Linked DNA regions of Mus musculus: regions 1, 3, 4 and 5 are each linked to region 2. Evidence: chromatin contacts called from public ChIA-PET and HiChIP or PLAC-seq data. All regions are on one chromosome and are shown on one strand. The core of a region is the stretch at or near the end of the contact, and the rest is flanking DNA. Distances in the headings are between cores, read along the strand shown.

What was found. ChIA-PET counts read pairs in DNA pulled down with a chosen protein or histone mark. HiChIP or PLAC-seq counts read pairs in DNA pulled down with a chosen protein or histone mark.
Region 1: a contact with region 2 is called in an HNF4G HiChIP or PLAC-seq map of pancreatic cancer cells. The contact joins the promoter of Ncs1 here to the promoter of Miga2 in region 2. A contact is called at or near these places in 2 of 115 datasets of contacts at active chromatin or transcription factors (memory CD8 T cells and pancreatic cancer cells).
Region 3: an HNF4G HiChIP or PLAC-seq map of pancreatic cancer cells shows a contact between it and region 2. The contact joins the promoter of Slc27a4 here to the promoter of Miga2 in region 2. A contact is called at or near these places in 1 of 39 promoter capture datasets (pre-B cells), 2 of 115 datasets of contacts at active chromatin or transcription factors (large pre-B cells and pancreatic cancer cells) and 1 of 9 other capture datasets (pancreatic islet).
Region 4: a contact with region 2 is called in an H3K4me3 HiChIP or PLAC-seq map of embryonic basal ganglia, with 3 times the contacts expected there. The contact joins the promoter of Ptges here to the promoter of Miga2 in region 2. A contact is called at or near these places in 6 of 115 datasets of contacts at active chromatin or transcription factors (embryonic basal ganglia, embryonic forebrain, embryonic midbrain and 3 more) and 1 of 9 other capture datasets (liver).
Region 5: a contact with region 2 is called in an RNA polymerase II ChIA-PET map of memory CD8 T cells, with 5 read pairs. The contact joins the promoter of Fnbp1 here to the promoter of Miga2 in region 2. A contact is called at or near these places in 1 of 484 Hi-C or Micro-C datasets (CD8 T cells) and 2 of 115 datasets of contacts at active chromatin or transcription factors (memory CD8 T cells and pro-B cells).

What each region holds. Positions count from the first base shown.
Region 1 is chr2:31,244,183-31,247,887 of GRCm38.p6, reverse strand. Ncs1 (neuronal calcium sensor 1) reads right to left here and starts at 1,965. Exons shown (of 8, transcript NM_019681.3): 1 at 1,646-1,965. The coding sequence starts at 1,709.
Region 2 is chr2:30,362,615-30,366,301 of GRCm38.p6, reverse strand. Miga2 (mitoguardin 2) reads right to left here and starts at 2,069. Exons shown (of 16, transcript NM_001242407.1): 1 at 1,997-2,069.
Region 3 is chr2:29,801,335-29,805,243 of GRCm38.p6, reverse strand. It overlaps Slc27a4 (solute carrier family 27 (fatty acid transporter), member 4), which reads right to left and starts at 2,610. Exons shown (of 13, transcript NM_011989.5): 1 at 2,284-2,610; 2 at 918-1,084. The coding sequence starts at 1,078.
Region 4 is chr2:30,901,220-30,904,710 of GRCm38.p6, reverse strand. It overlaps Ptges (prostaglandin E synthase), which reads left to right and starts at 1,414. Exons shown (of 3, transcript NM_022415.3): 1 at 1,414-1,621. The coding sequence starts at 1,493. It overlaps Gm52550 (a long non-coding RNA gene), which reads right to left and starts at 1,456. Exons shown (of 3, transcript XR_003954020.1): 1 at 1,392-1,456; 2 at 1,061-1,176; 3 at 237-683.
Region 5 is chr2:31,140,092-31,143,782 of GRCm38.p6, reverse strand. Fnbp1 (formin binding protein 1) reads left to right here and starts at 1,775. Exons shown (of 17, transcript NM_001177648.1): 1 at 1,775-2,004. The coding sequence starts at 1,981.

The sequences.
Region 1 (3,705 bases), core at 716-3,215, 880 kb before region 2:
CCTGAACAAAACTGCTCCACATCACAAAAGCCCTTTAAAAATAGCTCAGCGGAACTTCACCAGGCCAGTGCCTGACAAGAGTTCTGCTGGCCCCATTCTTCCCAAGTTAATGGCCAGCCCTTCAGAGATGGGGCTGAACGAAAGGTCTTTCAAATCCAGCACTGGGCCAGGGTAGGAAAGAGAGGCACAGAGGGCTCTTGGCATAAGCCAGGGATGCCAGCTCACATCTCCCAGCCTTGCCTTCCTCTCTATGAGCAGCTGGAGTGCCCAGAACAGGACAAGCTGTTGATGTACAGCTGTGCTAAGGACACAGCCGATGGTGCATGACACACTCAGTAAGCAGGACCCTGACTTCACAGGGCTCATTGGTGGCCCCCAGCCTCACCATCATGGAGACAGCATGGTACACCACATGCCATGGTTCCTGGAGAAGTCCATGGAGCCCTCTACCCTCCCCACACCCTGGGGTCCTGGCCCGTTCAGGGAGGGAGGGTGTCCCACCAATAGCCTACCTGCTAATGGCTGTGAGCCACACCTTCGAGGGTCCAGTTAACCTCACAAACAGCAACAAGCTAGAAAAAGCTACCCACCCAATCTGGAAAGAGAGAGTAGGCAGCCTGGGCTGGGAAGGATAGTTCTCCTGGATGTGACCTCCAAGGTGTCCAACTCCTCAGGACAGGGGCCAGGAGAGCCCAGGCAGTAAAGCCCCCTTTGTTCTAAGTCTGGGAGAGTGAGGAGCATGGGGCTAAGGCACTAGGTTGACCAAGACCTGCAAACGTGCTCAGAAGACCGATACCGGGGGTGGGGGTGGGGGTGAGAGCAGAGACCATGCACTGCACCAGAGCCTCCATCTACACCGAGCTGTCAGTTAACTGCCTGTCTTTCCGGGTGATGCAGAGCGCTCAGCCAAAGCTTCCCAGGACCCACTTCCAGGGCCACCCCTGGAGAGGCTGCGAGGAGGGGGGACACCTGGTGTGGAGGCACTAAAGATGCAGAGGCAGATCTGTGAAGTTGGGCAAGTGGAGAGCCACGCCTGGGACTGATCTAGTGGACCGTGGAGTGGGACAGACCTTCCTTCGCTCGTCAGCTCGGGCCATGTAAACCCATTTCCTGGTGCGGTAGAGACAGGAGAAGGGAAGGGGGGATGGAGAATACAGCCCAACCGTGCGACATCTAAGAGGGCGCCCAGGACCCTTGGCCCTCTACCGTCACTACCTGAGCGTTCTACCAGTCTCGCCAGCCCTCTTCCTCCCAACACAGTCACACTTGCCAGGGAGGGGGCGACAGGCCAACCTCGCAAGAGGCAGGAGCCGCAGCAGCATCATTAAGCATGAATCACCCACCCACCCTGCTCCAAGCAGGAGAGCCACACAACGCCCGGGCGCCCCCTCCTGGGACCACTGCCCCCCGCCCCGGCACAGCCCGGGTCCTTCGGACAGGAGGGGAGCAGCGGGTGGGCTGCGGATGCCCTGAGGACCCAGAGTGGTCCCTGGAGCACGCTGACAGGCGACACCCAGCCATGGCCGGGGGCGGGGGCGCGGATAGAACAATGGGCCAGGTGCGGGGCAGGGGCGCGGCCGGGAAGGGCGGAGGGAAGGTCGCGGCTCGATGGGGAATCGGGGATCTGGGATCGGGGCTCACTCACAGTAGGTTTTTCTGGTCAGCTCCTCCACAACTTCAGGCTTCAACTTGCTGTTGGATTTCCCCATGCTCGGCGGCCGCGGCCCCCGCTCCCCGGGCCGGACCCGCTCGGGGCGCCCAGCGGGAGCGGTTGGGTCGGGCCGGGGTGCGCGGAGGCCGGCAGGCCGGGCTGGGCCGGGCCGGGGCCGCGCCTTTGTCTGGCCGTGCCCGCGCGTCCCGTGCGCGGGGCTCCGGCGTGCTGCGCGACCGCGGCTGACGGTTCAAGGGGCCTCGGGGACCCGGCGAGGGCCAGGCCTTGGCGGTGCAAGCGGCCACGGCGAGGAGTTGCGCGGGGCTGAGAGCCGCAGCCGCCGGGGCTCGGTTGCCGCGGTCGTCCCTGGTTACTGGGCTGCGTAGCACATGCTCGCTACTGCTGCGCCGCCGCCGCCCCTACGCTCCCCGCCTCCCGCCCGCACCGGCGCGCCAGGGGTGGACTCGGAGCCGCCACTCATCGCCCGGCGCCACCTCCCGCCCAGCTCCGACAGGCGCGAGCTCCGCGTTGAGGCACCCCCTCTCCTGTTGGCTCTCCGGGGACGCTGGGAGGTCGCCGCACCGCCCCCTCCGCCGATCCATTCCCCCCTCTCCGCAGCGGCGTGGGCAGGGAGGGCCCGGAAAATCGGACGTGAACGAGGCCAAATCCCTGCCCGGCGCAATTCATTCATTCCACTTAGATGTGTTGGGCGCTGGGGACCTGGCGGCCAAGAGGACAGACGCGATCCCAGACCTCTCCAGGAGCATCCTGATGTGCTGGCTGGCATGGGTTTCGGTGGGAACACTTTTGCCTGGCCTTGAGGGAAGTGACTTCAGATTGAGAGAGGAATGGGGTATCAACCTGGAAGGGGTCTGGCCTGGGAGGGAGAGCAGCCTCTACACCCGGGGCTCCAGGCAAGGCTGGGAATGATCTGAGGCCAGGCAGAAGGGCCAGAGCTTCTGGAGACCAGCCTGGCAAGCCGCTTTCCCCAAAGACCTGGCCTCTGTCCCCGGTGCCCAGGAGTACTTGCAGTTCAAACCTTCTCTGTTGTGGGGCTTGCTTGAAGTGGCCAGAGGGAGCAGAGCCTGTTGGTGGGGCTCCATGCCTGGAAGCCTGCAGCTGGGGAAGGACTCCAGGAAAAGGATGGCCTGCTCTCCCCTCCTCCCAAAATGTCATCGTAATTGAGACCTCTCCTGACTTTCTGCCCAACTCTGTCTCCTTAACAGCTCAGGAAAACTTGGACCTCTTAGTCCATTGGCGCTTGCTTCTTCCAAAGAATGAGCCTCAGGGGGAGGGGAGCAGAAATATGTCTTGCTCTCAGAAGGCCCTGAGGGCCAGTGGCAACTTCTGTGAGCCAGTCTTAGTAGCAGAGGCCAGGGAGCCAGCCCAGCTAAACAGGGAAGTGGGTGGGGAGGCAGTAGGATCCCTGGTTCACAACTGGCTTAGACAACATTAGGAGGAAGAGTTCTCAGGGAAAGGCATGAAAATAGATCGGGTAGGGGAGGAATGACCCATGCCAGGAACCAGAGCCCTGGAAAGACCATGGCAAGATGAAGCCATTCCCTCCTGAGCCAGCAGGGATGCAATCACGGACAGAATTTCTTTTTTTCCCTCTCAGAGGGTGTAAAACCCTGCCTGGGGCGATGGTACCTTTCAACCCCACCTCTTGCATGTCTCCAGCCTTCAGATGGTCTCGGTTCCTTCCCTTACATGAGCCCAGGCCAGACCCAGGTCCCAGCTTGTTGGTGTGAAGAGCCCGTTCGATACAGGAAGTGAGCAGACATGGATCCTGGAAGCTGGCGCTGTGCCACAGCTAAAGGAATTCTCGCTAGAGGTTGGAGCAGGGTGTCCCAGCTTTGAGGATCGATTCAAAATGTACACGAAGGAAAAGCCACAGAAAGAGGTTCAGAGCTGGCCAGCCTCACCTGAACATCCTGCTCAGACAGAAACCTTGGACCATGGGTTAACAGTTGAAGCCTTAGAGAGCTGTGAGCCAGGCCTGTCATCTCTTGGGAGATGGAGGTAGGAGGATCAGGAACTCAGTGGCAACCATG
Region 2 (3,687 bases), core at 820-3,319:
ACTCAGGGCCTTCTGCACTTTCTCAGTCTTTCTAAAAACACTGGCCATCTTCTAAATAAAGATCTCAGGCTGCAGACTGACATCCTTTTCAGAGCCAGGAATGCTTCACTTCCTGTGGCCTAAATATTTGTGCTGATCTTGTTGTGGTGGTGGGGGTTTTGTTGTTTGTTTTGTTTTGACTTATATTTATTTTTGAGACAGAGTCATATACTGTAGCACAGGCTGGATCTGAATTCTAGATACTTCTCTTACTTTTTGTCCCCCAAGTGTTGTGTTTCCTGCTATGAACCAACTGAGTCATGACAGCTATATGGGCAGATGTTTCTCCCTGACTCTCCCCACCTTCTCATGAAGAAACTGAGTTTTGTCCAACCTAAGCCAGGAGTCCAAAATAACTCATCGGTTGCTAAGTGGTGAAGAGAGGGTATGTCAAGGTCTACTGGACTCTGGGTTCTGCTTAACACAGCAGGAACAGGCAGTGCACCCCAGCAGAGACACAGAGAGAAAAGATAGCCCAAGACCCACTAAGACCCAAAGCCAGATGAGATGTTTGATCACATATTCTGAGACCCCAAGACCCTGCAGCAGGGGTCTTGTTCAAGTTCAAGGATGCTTTCTGAGATCTTCAGAGGAAGGAACACCATAGGCCAGGACAGACCCTGTCTCTCTGGGATGATGACCAAAAGTCACTAGGCCAGCACAAGACATGAACAAGGAACAGATTATCCTTGGTGAGTGGGGGAAGGCATACAGCCCTATCAGGCTGGCCCTAGGGCTGTGGGGGGAGGGGAGAGGGCAAGAGGGCTGGCAGGCAGAGTGAGGTTCAAGGGCTAAAGAAATTGCCACACTGTCAAGGGCAGGGTACATTTTTGCCTAGAGGTTAAGTGGGCTATGATGTGCCTCCAGCCTGGCAGGGCACTGAGTGAGAGACAAGGACATCAAATAGCAGGAGATATACTTCTCAGAGCATTTCAACAAGCCAGCGCACTAGCTCTCTGTGAGGCCTCAGTGGAGTCCTTCTCAGAGCACGCAAGGATAGGAATACTGAGGCTTTGAGAGATGAGGACCGAGGCTGGGCCGAGCACCCTAGCCATTGCCTGCTGCTTGCTTGTATCAAACCTGAGGGCCTTGAACGTCTGGGAAGGCCACCTGGTATTAGAGGTGAGCCTATTCTAGGATCCAGGCAGGAGGAGAGAGGGAAGGGGAGGCCTGGCATCTGTTTGCAGGTGAGTCCAGTTAGCCTTGTCTGTGCCCAAGAGGAAGGAAGGGTCCAAGCTCATCATCATATCCTACCTGTCTCTCTATTCTAATGCTGGCCACCAATCCTGCTCCACATTCTTGAGCAGGTAGGTTATCTGCTCCTCCACCCTGGCACCTTAGGCCTGATATCCCGGCTTTCCAATCCAGGCCCTCCTCTTTTGTGCAAGCCAACCCTACTAATTGGCCTGAGCATTCTCTCGTCCCACTTTGACCTGGCTGTGTTATCAGAACCAGGCAGTACTACAGCTCACTCTGCCTCATGTCCTGTTTGTCCCACCCCTGCACATCTCTGTGGGATCCCACGCAGCCGGGCATTGGGCAACCCCACAGTGAACATCAACAATATTCCAAGCTTCAGTATCTGCTCCTTGCGGAGCCTGGGCAGGGACCTTCCTGCTTTGGCCCCGACCTCCCTAGGACATCCTTGACCGCTGTCCACATACAGCGCTGCCCACAGCCGGCACACCTGGGGGGGGAGGTGCCCGCGACCATACTTTTAGATGCTCGCAGCGTTCCAGGCCCGGGAGTCTCCTCTCTGACCCAGCTCCTTTCTCGTTCCACCCACGGAGCCACGCATCCTCTCGAGCCGCCTGGTCCAGGGGATCCACTCATCCCACCTTGGACACCTTCGCGGGCTGGCTGGATCGCAGACCCCGGCGTGGGCCGGGTTCCATGCTCCGCAAGCCTCGCTTCTAGCCCTGCTGATCTGGTCGCCCGCGCAGTGGCCGTCACTCACCAGGGATCCCATCGCTGGGGAAGGGCAGCGTCTCCTTTCCAGGCGGCAATACAACCAAACCACGCCGCTGGATGGGGAAGGCGTGGCCTCGGGCCGGCCAACACAGCTCTGACCAATGAGCGTCTCCATATCGCTCCGCATCGGCGAGGCCCTTGGCCAATGGGGTGAGCTACGTGATCACGCAGACTCCGCCTCCCTCGCTTTTCGCACCGCCCCCTAAGTGTGGTTGCAGTGTGGAATGTCCTCTTCTCTCCTCCGATTGGTCACTAGGATTAGACAGACACACGGACACTAAAAAGGCGGTGGAGTTAGTGGACACCTGGGGCTTTCTGGGAAGCAGCTGCTTAGAGAGTCTCTGCCACACGCTGGTCCTCAGCGTTGTTGTCACTGGGATGTCACACCTGATTACCAAACTCCTGCGCTACACATACTCTCACACCAACAGGCACACACGCATGCACGCACACGCACATCTACAACCCTTATTTATGCATGGTTTGGTTTGGTTTCTTGGTTTTGGATTTTTTTTTTTTTTTTTTTTTTTTTTTTTTTTTTTTGAGACAGGGTTCCTAAAGGATCTATGCTTTGGAGACTAGCAGGTTTTGTATGTTTGTTTTTTAGTTTGGTTTGGTTTGGGGTTTTGGTTGGTTGGGTTGGTTTTTGGTTTTTTTTGTTTTGTTTTGTTATTTTCTGAGGCGATTTTTTTTTTGTGTAGCCCAGGCTGTCCTGGAACTCCTGCCCTCTGTTGGGATTAAAGCCAGGTGTCACCACCGCACTGCCCGCTGATCTTGAATTCTTGATCCTCCTGCCTCCAATCGCCTGAAGTGCTGGAATTATTGGGGTTTTTTTTGTTTGTTTGGTTGGTTGGTTTGGTTTTTTGGGTTTCTCTCTCTCTCTCTCTCTCTCTCTCTCTCTCTCTTTCTTTCTTTCTTTTTCGAGACAGGGTTTCTCTGTGTAGCCCTGGCTGTCCTGGAACTCACTTTGTTGACCAGACTGGCCTCGAACTCAGAAATCTGCCTGCCTCTGCCTCCCAAGAGCTGGGATTAAAGGCGTGCACCACCACTGCCCGGCGAAGTGTTGGAATTATATACAAGCATGTGAAACTCTGCCCAGCTACATCCAAATTCTAAATTAGTAAATAATTATTATTTGAATATCAGGGGAAAAAAATAAAGGCCAAAGTGAACTTTTTTGGTAAAAGGTGCAAGTAGTGCCTATATAGGCCAGAAGAGGGCGACCTCTGATCGCCTGGAACTGGAGTTACAACTGAGAGGAATTCTGTGGGTGCTGGGAATTGAACCCTAGTTCTCTGCAAGAACAATACACTGGGCTTACCAATTGAGCCATCTCTCCAGCCTCCAGTTACTGATCCTTTTCAGCCAGTGTGAGTTACTGAATAAAGACATGCAATTATAAATGGCTTTAACAGGACAGAGCTGGATGCTGTCTGAATGGTCACTATGGCCAGCTACAGACAGATCCTGGTAAGTACAGAGTAAAGAGGAACAATTTCGCATACAAGACTGTGAACACAGACACTTGGGGCTTGTGAGTTACCAGTGTGTAGTTACAGAGCCTGTTAATGTTAGGTCAGTGGTAGGAGACTGGCAGTCTCCTGAAGTTTTTTGTTTTGTTTTGTTTTATTTTCAAACTCCACATATCTGGGCCCCGCCTGCTCTTAGGACAACACC
Region 3 (3,909 bases), core at 1,361-3,860, 560 kb after region 2:
CCCTGCAGGTGGAAGCAGGTACCTGTCACCTTTACTACCTTGTCTCCTAGGCCTTCTCCATGCTGGGCACAGGGAAAATGTCCAGAGCTTGTGGAACCCCCACCCTACCCCCATATCCCACACTGCCAACTGCTACTTCTTTGTCAGTGCTGGGTCCTCTGGCTGTGCTCTGTCCCCCTCCCCCACCTGCACAGCACCTTTCAAACAGAGAGTCCTTTCCCTTCAGGAGACCTCTTGGGTTTCCCGCCCAAGTTCCTCACCTGGGGCTTGCTCTCTTTATCCCATGCTCCCACAGCTCCTGTGGGGCCACTAGACACCTCTTATAGTCAGCCCAGACTGACAAACACTGAGCTGTCCATTCTAGGCAAGGCTCCCTTTTCCGGGTACTAGAACACAGGAGTGAGCAAGACCACCAGGGTCTCTGCAGCAATAGCACAGACAGTTTAGGGAGTTACTTCGTCCCTTTCTTACCTCCTAAAAGTCTGAGCTTCTTCCTCTCTGACCCTCAGAACCAGCCTAGCATAGAGCAGCTAGGAGCAATTTCTCCCAGCTGTCTAACTCAGGATTTGTGCTAGCATCCAGTGTCCCCCTGGGCTCTTTCAGGCTGTGCCAACCTAAGGAAAGGTCCTTTTCCTCTGGGGTCTTCTTCACCTTGCCATGAACAGTGTCCTCGTGACCCTTCTCAGACACATCTTTCAACAGATCTGCTTTGATTTGTGCCCCAGGTCAAGGAGTCTCGGGGTTAGGAGATTCCTTGAGACCTTGACCTTGGAGATGAAAGTTCTAGGTATGCCAGGAGAAGGGCAAAGAGAAGACACTGTTCCTTTAATAACCCAGATGTCTTGTGCTGGCAGGGATAATGGCTGGTAAAGCCCAGCACAGTTGAGACCCCAAGGGAGGCTAGATATGGTACTCACAAGATATCTCTCCTGACCGTCTTGATGAAGACCCGGATGAAACGCCAGCCACCAGACCCCAAGTACAGGAGCAACAGGGAGAATCCCACCTGGGTCCAGGGCAGCTTCAGCACTAGCTTGGAGAACAGTAGCGCCCCCACCAGAGATGCTCCAAGTAGCATTGTGACCTGCAGGTACAAGGTGGTTAGGAGACACAATTCCTTCTTTAGGGGCCGCTACTTCTGCACCAGCAGCCACTTCAGTATGAGCCCAAAGGGTCAGCCTATGGGGATTGCCTAGTCACCTTAAAAGGGGTGGCTTAAAAAAGGTTCAAGGCTTTGGTTCCATGCCAAGTTGGAGGGGCCTTGAAATCTACAGCTCTGGGGTTAAGAAACAAGAGGATGATCTAGCTTCTGGTTCTATCTTTGACCACCTTGTCAAGTGACCTTGTGCTAGCCCCTTTCCTACTTCAGGCCATAGCACCTTGCTCTATGCATTGGGCTAGTAAGACTTGTTCTTAGAACCTTTCTAACCCAAACAGGACAGTCCATTCACCGATATTCAAGCAACCTAACCAGATGGCCGGGAGACAGGTGCTGATAGAAGTGTCTCTCCTAGGGACTCCAGGAGGTTCTGGAAATGACAACACCAAAAAGGGCAGCTTCCTGGGAAGGGAGCCCTGCACAGTCTCTGGCCCACAGACTCAAGGTAGCGTTGTGCCTCTACCGGTCCATAGAGGGCGAGCCAGCAAATGGCTTAGAGGCAGGAGGGGCCTGAGAGGTGACAGCCCAGGGGTAGGGTGGAAAGAGGTGATTGTTGGACAGGAAAAGGATTTGGAAGTACCCACACATTCAGATGGATCTTTGAGGACTAGGGCTGAGAAGGGGAAAGGCTGTGTTGAAGCCCAGGGCAGAGATTAAGGCCCACGCTCTATTCCCTCTTCTTTATGGATTTAGTCAAGAGGACTGCTAATGGATTGCTTTTCTTGGGAAGAGAGGAAGGTCAAAGATATGAAGTAGCCTGAATATCTCCAAGCTAGGCGGAGGACCACGGCCTGGAACACAGGGAATCCCTTATGAGACTGCCTTCTGGAGAAAAGCATAAAGCAATGGGTGGGAGGACTACCGCAGGATCGCTAAGATCCTTAGCTCTCTGACAGAGGCAGTCAAAAAGCAAGCTAGGAGCCGGTCCAAGACCGCTGAGAGAGGAGACAGGACAGGAGGGGCGCCACGGACCGATTGCCTCTAGATAGCCAGGACATCAGAGCGTTCTCGGGGTTGGGAGAAGGAGGGCGCGCCCCTCAGTCCGAGCCGGCACCGCCGTCTCCCCCTGCTCGGCCTGGCACATTTTCCCCGCTCAGAAAGCCGCCGTCCCCGCCTTAGCTCACCCGGCTGCGGCTGCGCGGCGCGGCGCCCCGTCAGGATGCGGCCCGGTTGCGGCAGCGGAGTGCGGTGCGCTGGGGGCATCGGCCGCCCCGGGGCACACACAGCCGAGCCTCGGTGCGTCTGGCCCACTCCTCGTCCTTGTAGGGTCTGTACCTCTGCCCCGCTCCACCCCCACCCGCCTCCCGCACCCGCACCGGCTGTGCCAGCCGGCAGCACCGCCTTCTGTGCCGTCCCCGCAGAGGGCGAGCTTCTGAGTCCGTGCACCTCAGCGCAACCCAGCCCCAGCGCGCCCGACACCGCCCAGCCCCTCCAGCCCTGCGCGCACCACTGCCTCCGCAGCCGCCCGGCCCGCTGGGAGTGGTAGGCTGAGCCGCACGGCATGCTGGGAGTTGTAGTCCTAGTAGTCTAGCTTGTTCAGGCTGCTGAAGTTGCCCTGGTCAGGCAGTGCTCCTTGGGTCGTTCCTCTCTGCCATTTCCTGGACCAGGGGATCCAGGTAGCATAAACCCGCCCACAGACCATTTGAGAATACATAGCCAGAAGCTAAGGCCCAAGTAGAATTTGTTTAACTTATTATTATTATTTACATTTGTTTGCTTATTTGTGTATGTGTAGATACATATGCCAAAGACCCTGTGTGGTCAGAGGACAACTCGTGGGAGTTGGTTCTGTTCTTACACCATGGGCTCCAGGGATCATACTAAGGTTACTAGGCTTGGCCCTCAGTCTTGGGAACAGGCACCTTTTCCTGATCCACCTTGTCAGTCCTGTTTGTTTTTTGAAACAGGGTAGTAACTTTGCCCTGGATCTTGCTGTAGTTAATCTACTTCAGCCCAGAGCGCTGGCATTACAGACATTAACTACTACATTTGTCTTGAAATAGAATTTAGCAAATGTTCAATACCACTTGCTGAAAAAAAAAAAAAGCTGGATTCTGGCAGAATACACAGGGCATTGGGCTTCTAGACCATTCTGGAATGGTCATTCACCACAGCTGAGTATGATTGTTCCCTCAGGACTTTTACAGTTTTCAGTACCTTTGCAAGGTTCAAAAAGAACTGAAGAGCCAGGAGGAGTAGCTTCAGGGGATCTCCTCAAAGGTCAGGATTTAAAGCCTGTGTAACTAACTTTAACCCTGACTGATAACACTCCCGAACACTGGTTCCTTTGTAAACTGTGAGCTTTGTCAGGCTGTGGGCAAGGGTCTAGACTCACAGCCGTTGGATTGAGAGCCTCTGAAAAGTTCTGGGGTGACTATGCAACGTGCCTATTACTGCCTCTGTTCTTAAATAGCCCCTTCAATGACTCAACCTAGTCAAGTTCTTAAGGGGGGAAGGGGCAACCTTCAAGGTCTGTTTATAGGGATTACAGATGACATTTTGGTATGAAGATGGTCTGGACCTGCTCAGGATTGCATCCATTGGAGAGGCTGGATAGTAAGCTAAAGGATGTCTCTAGGGCTATAATAGCAGGTGCCCCATGTTCATAGACATGTGCATCACAGACCAACAAGAGAATCATGTTCTCAGCAGAGAGTTCCAAATCTGTGCCTTCTTATGGATTAAAGGTGGGCTTTAGGGGATCAAGCACAGCGGTGGTGGTGGCACACACCTTTAACCCCAGCACTCGG
Region 4 (3,491 bases), core at 165-2,664, 540 kb before region 2:
AGCTGGTGGAGTGTACCTTTCCCTACTGAGCCATCTCATCAGCCCTGACTTTTGAGACAGGGTTTATTTAATATATCCTAGGCTGGCCTCACGTTCACTATGTAACCAAGGATGGCCGGACATATATCTCCAACCAAGACCCTTATAGTTCCAGCAACTGCTATGGTGTGTGTGTGTGTGTGTGTGTGTGTGTGAGAGAGAGAGAGAGAGAGAGAGAGAGAGAGAGAGACAAGATAGTCAGTTTCATTTTATAGCTAGGGAAATTGGATCAGAGCCCAGAGCTACATTGGTGCTCTAAGGACTGGCTAAGTTTACAGCCGAGTGGGGTTCAGGCTAGTTGCCCCTAGATCTCTTGCTTTGAGGCATGCATGGCAGGCTGATGGTGATGTTCCTTTGGCCTGATTACTGTTCTTTACGATCTAGCTGACTGACGAAGGGAGCGAGCAGGGAAGGTGTGTATTTGTAATTTGCTGGCAGCAGAGGCAGGGGGATGCTCGGAGCTCACTGGCCCGTCAGGCTGGCAGAATGATGAGCTCTGGAGCAGTGGAAGATCAGACCTCAAAATGTAACAGGGCCAGGCTGTACTGGTGCATGCCCTTCGTCGCAGCACTGGAAGGGCCAAAGCAGGGAGCTCTCTGAGTTCCAGGCCATGGGGGGTAGATAGTGAGGTTCTCTCTCTCTCTCTCAAAAAAGGAAAAGAGAAAAGTTAGGTGCTTAGGCTAGTGAGACCTGAATGTGACTCACATGGCAGAACAAAACCATCATCAGCAAGTTATCTTCTGACTTTCATACAGGTACTGTGGCACACAATAAATAAATAAACATAATTTTAAAAGAAATTAAAAATTAAGATGGACATTGAGAAAGTCATGTGACAGCAGCTACTGGCTTCCACGCAAAGGTGCACACACGTGAATATCCCCACCCATATGCAAATACACACACACACACACACACACACACACACACACACACGAATTGGTAATTGGGGGTCTGTGTCCTGTTAGAGGATGGCAGAAGGATCTGTCTCCTCACCTTCCATCTTGCAGAGACAACCCACCTCCATGGCTGCATGTCCAGCATTACAGCGGCCACACATTAGCATAAATGCCCTGGTTCTCACGCTCTTTCGGAAGGTGGGCATGGGTCAGTGATATGCAGACTGGGGTCGGAGACCTGATGTTAAGTGAGAAAACACTCTATGTAGTCTGAGGCTTTCAAAAGAACAATGGTCCTGAGCCAAGGATGGCGTGGGACACCTCCATTCCTCTGCTTCCCACCCCCCACCCGGACACTTGGAGCAGAAGTCTCTGGGTTCCTTCTTGACTTGAGCAGGGGGCCTGCTGCGGGTGATCAGGGTGGGCGGGGAGTGGGCGGGGGTGACCGCCTACTCAGGACTTGGCCCGCCTCCTCCTCTCCATAAGCCGCCTGTGGGACAGTCTCACTCTCAGTCCCGGTGTCCCCGAGTTGAAGTCCAGGCCGGCTAGCCGAGATGCCTTCCCCGGGCCTGGTGATGGAGAGCGGCCAGGTGCTCCCGGCCTTTCTGCTCTGCAGCACACTGCTGGTCATCAAGATGTACGCGGTGGCTGTCATCACAGGCCAGATGAGGCTGCGGAAGAAGGTACGTTCGCTGGTGGAGTGGGGGGGGGGGGGGGCGCTGGAGGAGAAGGGGATCAGCACTCTGCTGGCTTTTCCCTGCAAGAAAAGTCTAGGGACTGAAAAAACGTGGCCGAGATGTGTATGCCGGCGTGCGGTGGGAGCTGCTTCAAGGCTGCCGCCACCACAGCCCTTCTGGGAGCTGGCTTAGCCTTCAGCTCCTGAACCCTCTTGGTTTGAGAGTACTGGGGGGCTCCCTTGCGAGTGGAGCACAGGGACTCTTGACAGCGAGAGGTGTCTGGACCTGGCAGTTTCCCGGCAGGCAGGGAGATCTCATATCTGGGTGGAGTGGGAACCCGCAACGCAGGAGCCTAAGAAGTCTTTCCGTGGAAATTCCCACTCCCCATGGACGCCGCACACACTTGTGGCACCCTAGAGGGTGCCTTGAGGGACCACAGACATTCTCTGGTCCCAGTCCCGGCAAAGAAACCAAAGTAAAAGAACCTACGTGGAGCTGGTGGGAGTGGCCAGGGCTCCCAGACCCCTTCTAGGGGTCCATTGGAAGCGCCTAGAAAGTAGAAGCAGTGAATCATCTGCCCTTTACAGACACTTCCCCCTAAACCAACATCTGTCCAGCCCAGAGGCGAGGGACTCGGAGTACGGGGATGGGACGGGGTGGGCCGCTTGCCCTCCTGCCAGGTTCAGCCCCTGCCTGGGGCAGGTACTGACAGGAATGAAGGCAGGGCCACCCCTGACTGACTGACTGTCTCTCATTCTTCTGCTTTGGTTTGTCCTGGGACACAGATGCCAGGGAGAGATAGCTACATTCTGTTCTTGTCCCTTCTGTAGGGCCCCCAAAGTTGAGCACTAAGTCACCACCAGGAAGGCAGTAGGAGTTAGCTTACCCTGGTTTTCCAGTGAGTTAAGGAGAGGTCTGCCTACTATGGGATCCTTCCATCCCCTTTGAAGTTAACTCTGGCTCCCGAGCCTGACTTCCTCTAGGGCTCCTCTCCCCATGGGAGATGCAGGGGTGGAGGAAAGCCTTCTCTGCTTTGGGCCCTGGGCTCCTCTATTTCTGCCAAGTGGGACCAGGGAATCACACTCTGCATTGAGAGGACGGGAGCCGGCTCAGGATCCTCTCCCCAGCAGCCTGGAGATGTGGCTCTGAGAGGAAGCTGGAGACTTGAATGGTGAACACACCACCCATGCTGGTCCTTAAGACTGGTTCCTACTGGAATCTGCTGTGAACAGGAGCAGCCGCAGGTCTTTCCTGGAAGTGCATGCTGAGTGCCCCTTGACCCACTAGAGGTGGCTCCCTGATAGCTCATTACAGGAACTCCACTGGTGGCAAAGCTGGGCCCTCAGAGTTGGGGTTTCCGAGCCAGGAGGGAGGAATTCTGGGTAGGAGATCCTGGCCTTTTTCTTCGTCATTTTACATTTTTCTCAGGCAGGGCTCATCTACCAGCTCCAGGGACAGCCGGAAGTGAAGCTTGAGCCTCGCTCCCCTCACAGTTTAGACAGGTTGATTGTGACGTCACCAGAGTTGATGGGGGAGTTTTGCCGAGGCCCTCAAAGACAGAAGTGTGACCTTGGGCTCCCCAGCTTTCCCAATGAGGCCCCGCTGCTCCATTTCATCCTGAGGTTACAGAGGAGGCTGCTGGAGAGCAGGGAGCATCAGAGCCTGGTGCTCAAGGAGTGGCCTTAATGGCTTCTACCTAGCTGTTTGTTTTAATTTTTTGAGACAGGGTCTTACTATGTAGACCAGGCTGCCCTCGAACTCACTGAGATCCACCTACCTCTCTGCCTCTAGAGGGCCGGGATTAAAGGCATGAGCCACTATGCTCCGGTGTTTGTCTTATTTGAATTTACTCTTTGAGGTTCTGGGACTGGAACCT
Region 5 (3,691 bases), core at 526-3,025, 780 kb before region 2:
TTGGCTGCCCCCCCAGAAGACCTAGGTTTGACTCTCCATCCCCATGAGTGGTTCACAACCATCTGCAGGTCACTTCCAGGGGTCCCAAGGGCCCCAGTCATGAATGGGTGCGCTGATACACATGCATACGGAACACAAAACAACCCTGCGGCGTGGTTAACATTGCTTACAGTCCCAAGCCCTCCAGCTCACCCTTGCCATAAGTCTGCCTTGGAAGGAAGGTGCCTGACCATCCTGATGCTTGCATCCCTGGCAGGCGAGGGAGTCAAGAGTGCTCAGACCTGGTAAATGTGGGAGCAAAATACTTCAAACAGACACAGAGGGTGGAGGCCATGTCTTGAGGCTGACAAAAGACAGACCAGAATAGTTTTGATAGTTGTAACTGCCTGGCAAAGGAAGTAGGAGGTCCTGAGGTTTAAGGCAAGGTTTCTCAGCTCCGCCCCTCCTTCCTTTTTCTTTCTTTCTTTTTCCTTTTCCAACAAATTTATTATTTTGTGCTTAGTTTTGGTTTTTGAGACAGGATCTCACTATGTAGCTGTAACTCATAGAGATCCACTTGCCTCTGCCTCCATACCTCACCATTATTGTTTACCATTGTTATTTTATTTTAGCTGAGGTTTTCCCCTTTGTGGACCAGGTCATCCTACTTGGTATTTACTATGTGGCTCAGGTTGGCCTTGAACTTGCAGCAGTCTTCCTACCTCTGCCTCAGGAGTGTTAGGACTGGTTAGGAGTGTTAGGTCTGGGACGGCACACACTGGGCTGAGATTCACCCTTTAAGGAGATTTAACTCACTGTTGGAAAAAGATGAACGGGTTCAGGATAACAGGGAGTGGAGAATTGTGTAGAAGAGGGTCACGACTCTGGAGGAGAGGTCTCGGAATTCAGAGAAAGAAAGATTCTGAGGAGACAGTTGGAAGCCCCCAGATTCTCCACAGCATGTGAGAAATGACATTCTGTGGAGTTTTGGAAGAGTTAATGAGATGGTTCCCATTCTGCGTCAGCCACCCACTGGCCAGTTCACCTCCTCTGTTCACATCACTAGGCCTGGACTGGTAGACACTGCCTCCTTTTGGCAGCTGAGGCTCTCCCCCAGATAGAGGTGAAACCTGTTCTAGACCACCCAGCCAAAGAGTGCAGAGGCTGAATTTGAACCCTCCAAAGTCCCTGTGGGCCCTTCAGAGATTCTGCTGTCCTTCAGCAGGGTAACAACTTCACTGCCGAGATTCCTGGCCAAATAGGCAGAAAAAGGCACTGGTTATAATTCTTTGGGCTCACATTCCCGAGTTCTTTCCCTGGGTTCCTGGATCTGCTGGATTGCTGTTCCCTTCAACGTCCTATGTACACTGTGCACCGACGTCACGGTCCCAGGCCCCACTCCTACGCGCGCGCTGCCGAGCTCTTTGGGCCTCCACAGTGTCTGGATAGTGGAAGAAGCCACTCCGGGAGCTTCTAAGGTGGGCGTCGGCGGCCACCTGGCGAAAGTTCTGAAATGCAAAACAGCGCTAGGCGCGATGGGTAGAAGGCAGATGGCGATGGAGGGACGTGATCACCAGCAGCCCAGTCTGCAGACAGAGAGCGCAGGTCCCAAAAGAGTTGGGCTCGCTGGTTGCCGAATACCGATGACGAGCAGGAGTCCCCAGGGGTTCACGTCCTTCCAGACCCCCGGGGCAACTGCGCCAAAGGGAGCCTGTGGGCGGGACGGTATGCACGAGCTGTCAGTCCGGTCCCGCCCCGTCCCGCCTCTCGTCCCGCCCCATCCCGCCCCTCAGCTCCGGTGCGGGGCGGGCGCGCTGCGGCGGTCGCTGCTGCTGCTTCCTCGGGCCATTTTGCTCCGCGCGGAGCGACGAGAGGTTGCGAGCTCGGGCTAGAGGAGGCGCGGGCCGGGGGAAGCGGCGGGCTTTCCGCATTCACAAGGTTCGGAGGGCCGCAGCGATCGCCGGCGAAGGGGGTCGGAGGCCCCTTCCCGGTCCCTGCACCATGAGCTGGGGCACTGAGCTCTGGGTGAGTGAGGGGCCGGGCCGCGGGCGGCCTGGGCGGGAGGCGCATCGAGGGGCCTCGGCGTGCGTCGTCGCCCAGCAAAGAGGGAGCGCGGATCGGGTGGCCCCGGCGGCCTCGGGGCGGCGTGGAGCTGGGTCCGGGCTCCCGGAGCGGCAACCCGCGGGCGTTCCCCGGGGGCGTGGGGCCCGCGCTGTGCCGGGCTGCGTAATTGCGCGCGCCCCTGGCCGGAGCTCTGGGGCCGATCTATACGCTTGGAGGTGCGGGCGGATCCCGCGCTACTCCCGGGGGCGGGGCGGCCTGGCAGGCGCAGGGTTTCGGGTCTCGGGGGTACCGGTAGCGAGAGGTAAGGTCTTCTCTCTGAAAGTGAGGACTTTAGCCCCGAGGCGGTTGGAGCGCACTTGTATCTTGGAGACAGCTCAGATTCTGAATTTGAGGGGGGCTGCGGTGTTTGGTCCGCAGGGGGACAGCGGTAGGGGAGATCATAAGATAGCACGGAGGGACGATTGCCGGGGACCTGGTTCTGTCCTGCTGCCCAGAGGAAACGAAACGGTTTCGAGAGGGGATAATCTTGCGAGGATCCTTCCTTTGGGGGTGCAGGTGGGTTAGTGATCAGCTTGTATCTGGAAACGGTCCCATCGAGGGCGATCAGAGGACGCCAGGACAGCTCTCAGGGCATCTCCGGGAAAGGGAGGCCGTTGGCCGAGGGGCAGGGCCTGTTGCCCTGCCTTCCTCTGGACTCGAGCACGGGGAAAGGCTGGTCATAGGCGTGCGGTGCAATGGCCTGGGTGAAGGTGGGGAAGAAACCGCGGTTACTGCGCTGAAATGTGCCCGAGACCAGTCCTTCTCAGTGATGAATCCTAAGTGCCCGCTGACTACCTTTCTGAATTCCATTTGTGAAGGGTGTGGAGGGATAAAGTATGGGGTGGTGTTGCCATCCAAGATGAGGCCAAGAAATGCCGTGTCAAAATAAGGTTAGGGCAATTAGGGAAATGCTGTGCATCCCCCTTAAATTATTTTCTTTGCCTTGATTGTTTTTACATAACCATTCCTTAGACTACAGTAGCTTCTGCTAATACTAAAATCCCGGGAGCATTGGCTCCCAAGATAACTCATTTCATAAACATCCTCTGTCAAAGGGGTTCCCATTCATTCGGCTGTCAAAATGTCAGGTGACCGGGGCAAATGCCCATTTTGAAAATAAATGTAACGCATAGTTTGAAAGCAACTTGTACACACCCACAGTAGGCAAAACTGTTCGCCTATGCGTGCTATTTTCTTTTCTGATTTGGGGGTGTGTGGTTTGGTTAGTTGATTGGGTTTTGGTTTGGTTTGTTTTTCTTTCACACCGTGGTGGGGGCACATCAGAAGTCAAGGTCAGCAACAGAATGGAAGTCTGGGCATGTGTTCAAACAGCAGGGCATAACTCTGAAGGCAGAAAATACTTGGTTCTTGAGCGACTTAGGGAGGTGGATATTTTGTAGCCATATTGGTGAAGGATGTAGCTGGTGACCCAGGCGAGGGCAGGTATAGCTGGGCTAAAGAGCTGACATCATGGCTGTTCTTCCTGCATCTTTGAGGAGTGGAAAACAGGAGGACGTCAAACACAGGAGCCACTCCTGGTGACTCACACTGTAATCCCCAACTCTGGAAAGGCTGAGGCAGGAGGATTGCTGTGAGTTTGCATCCAGCC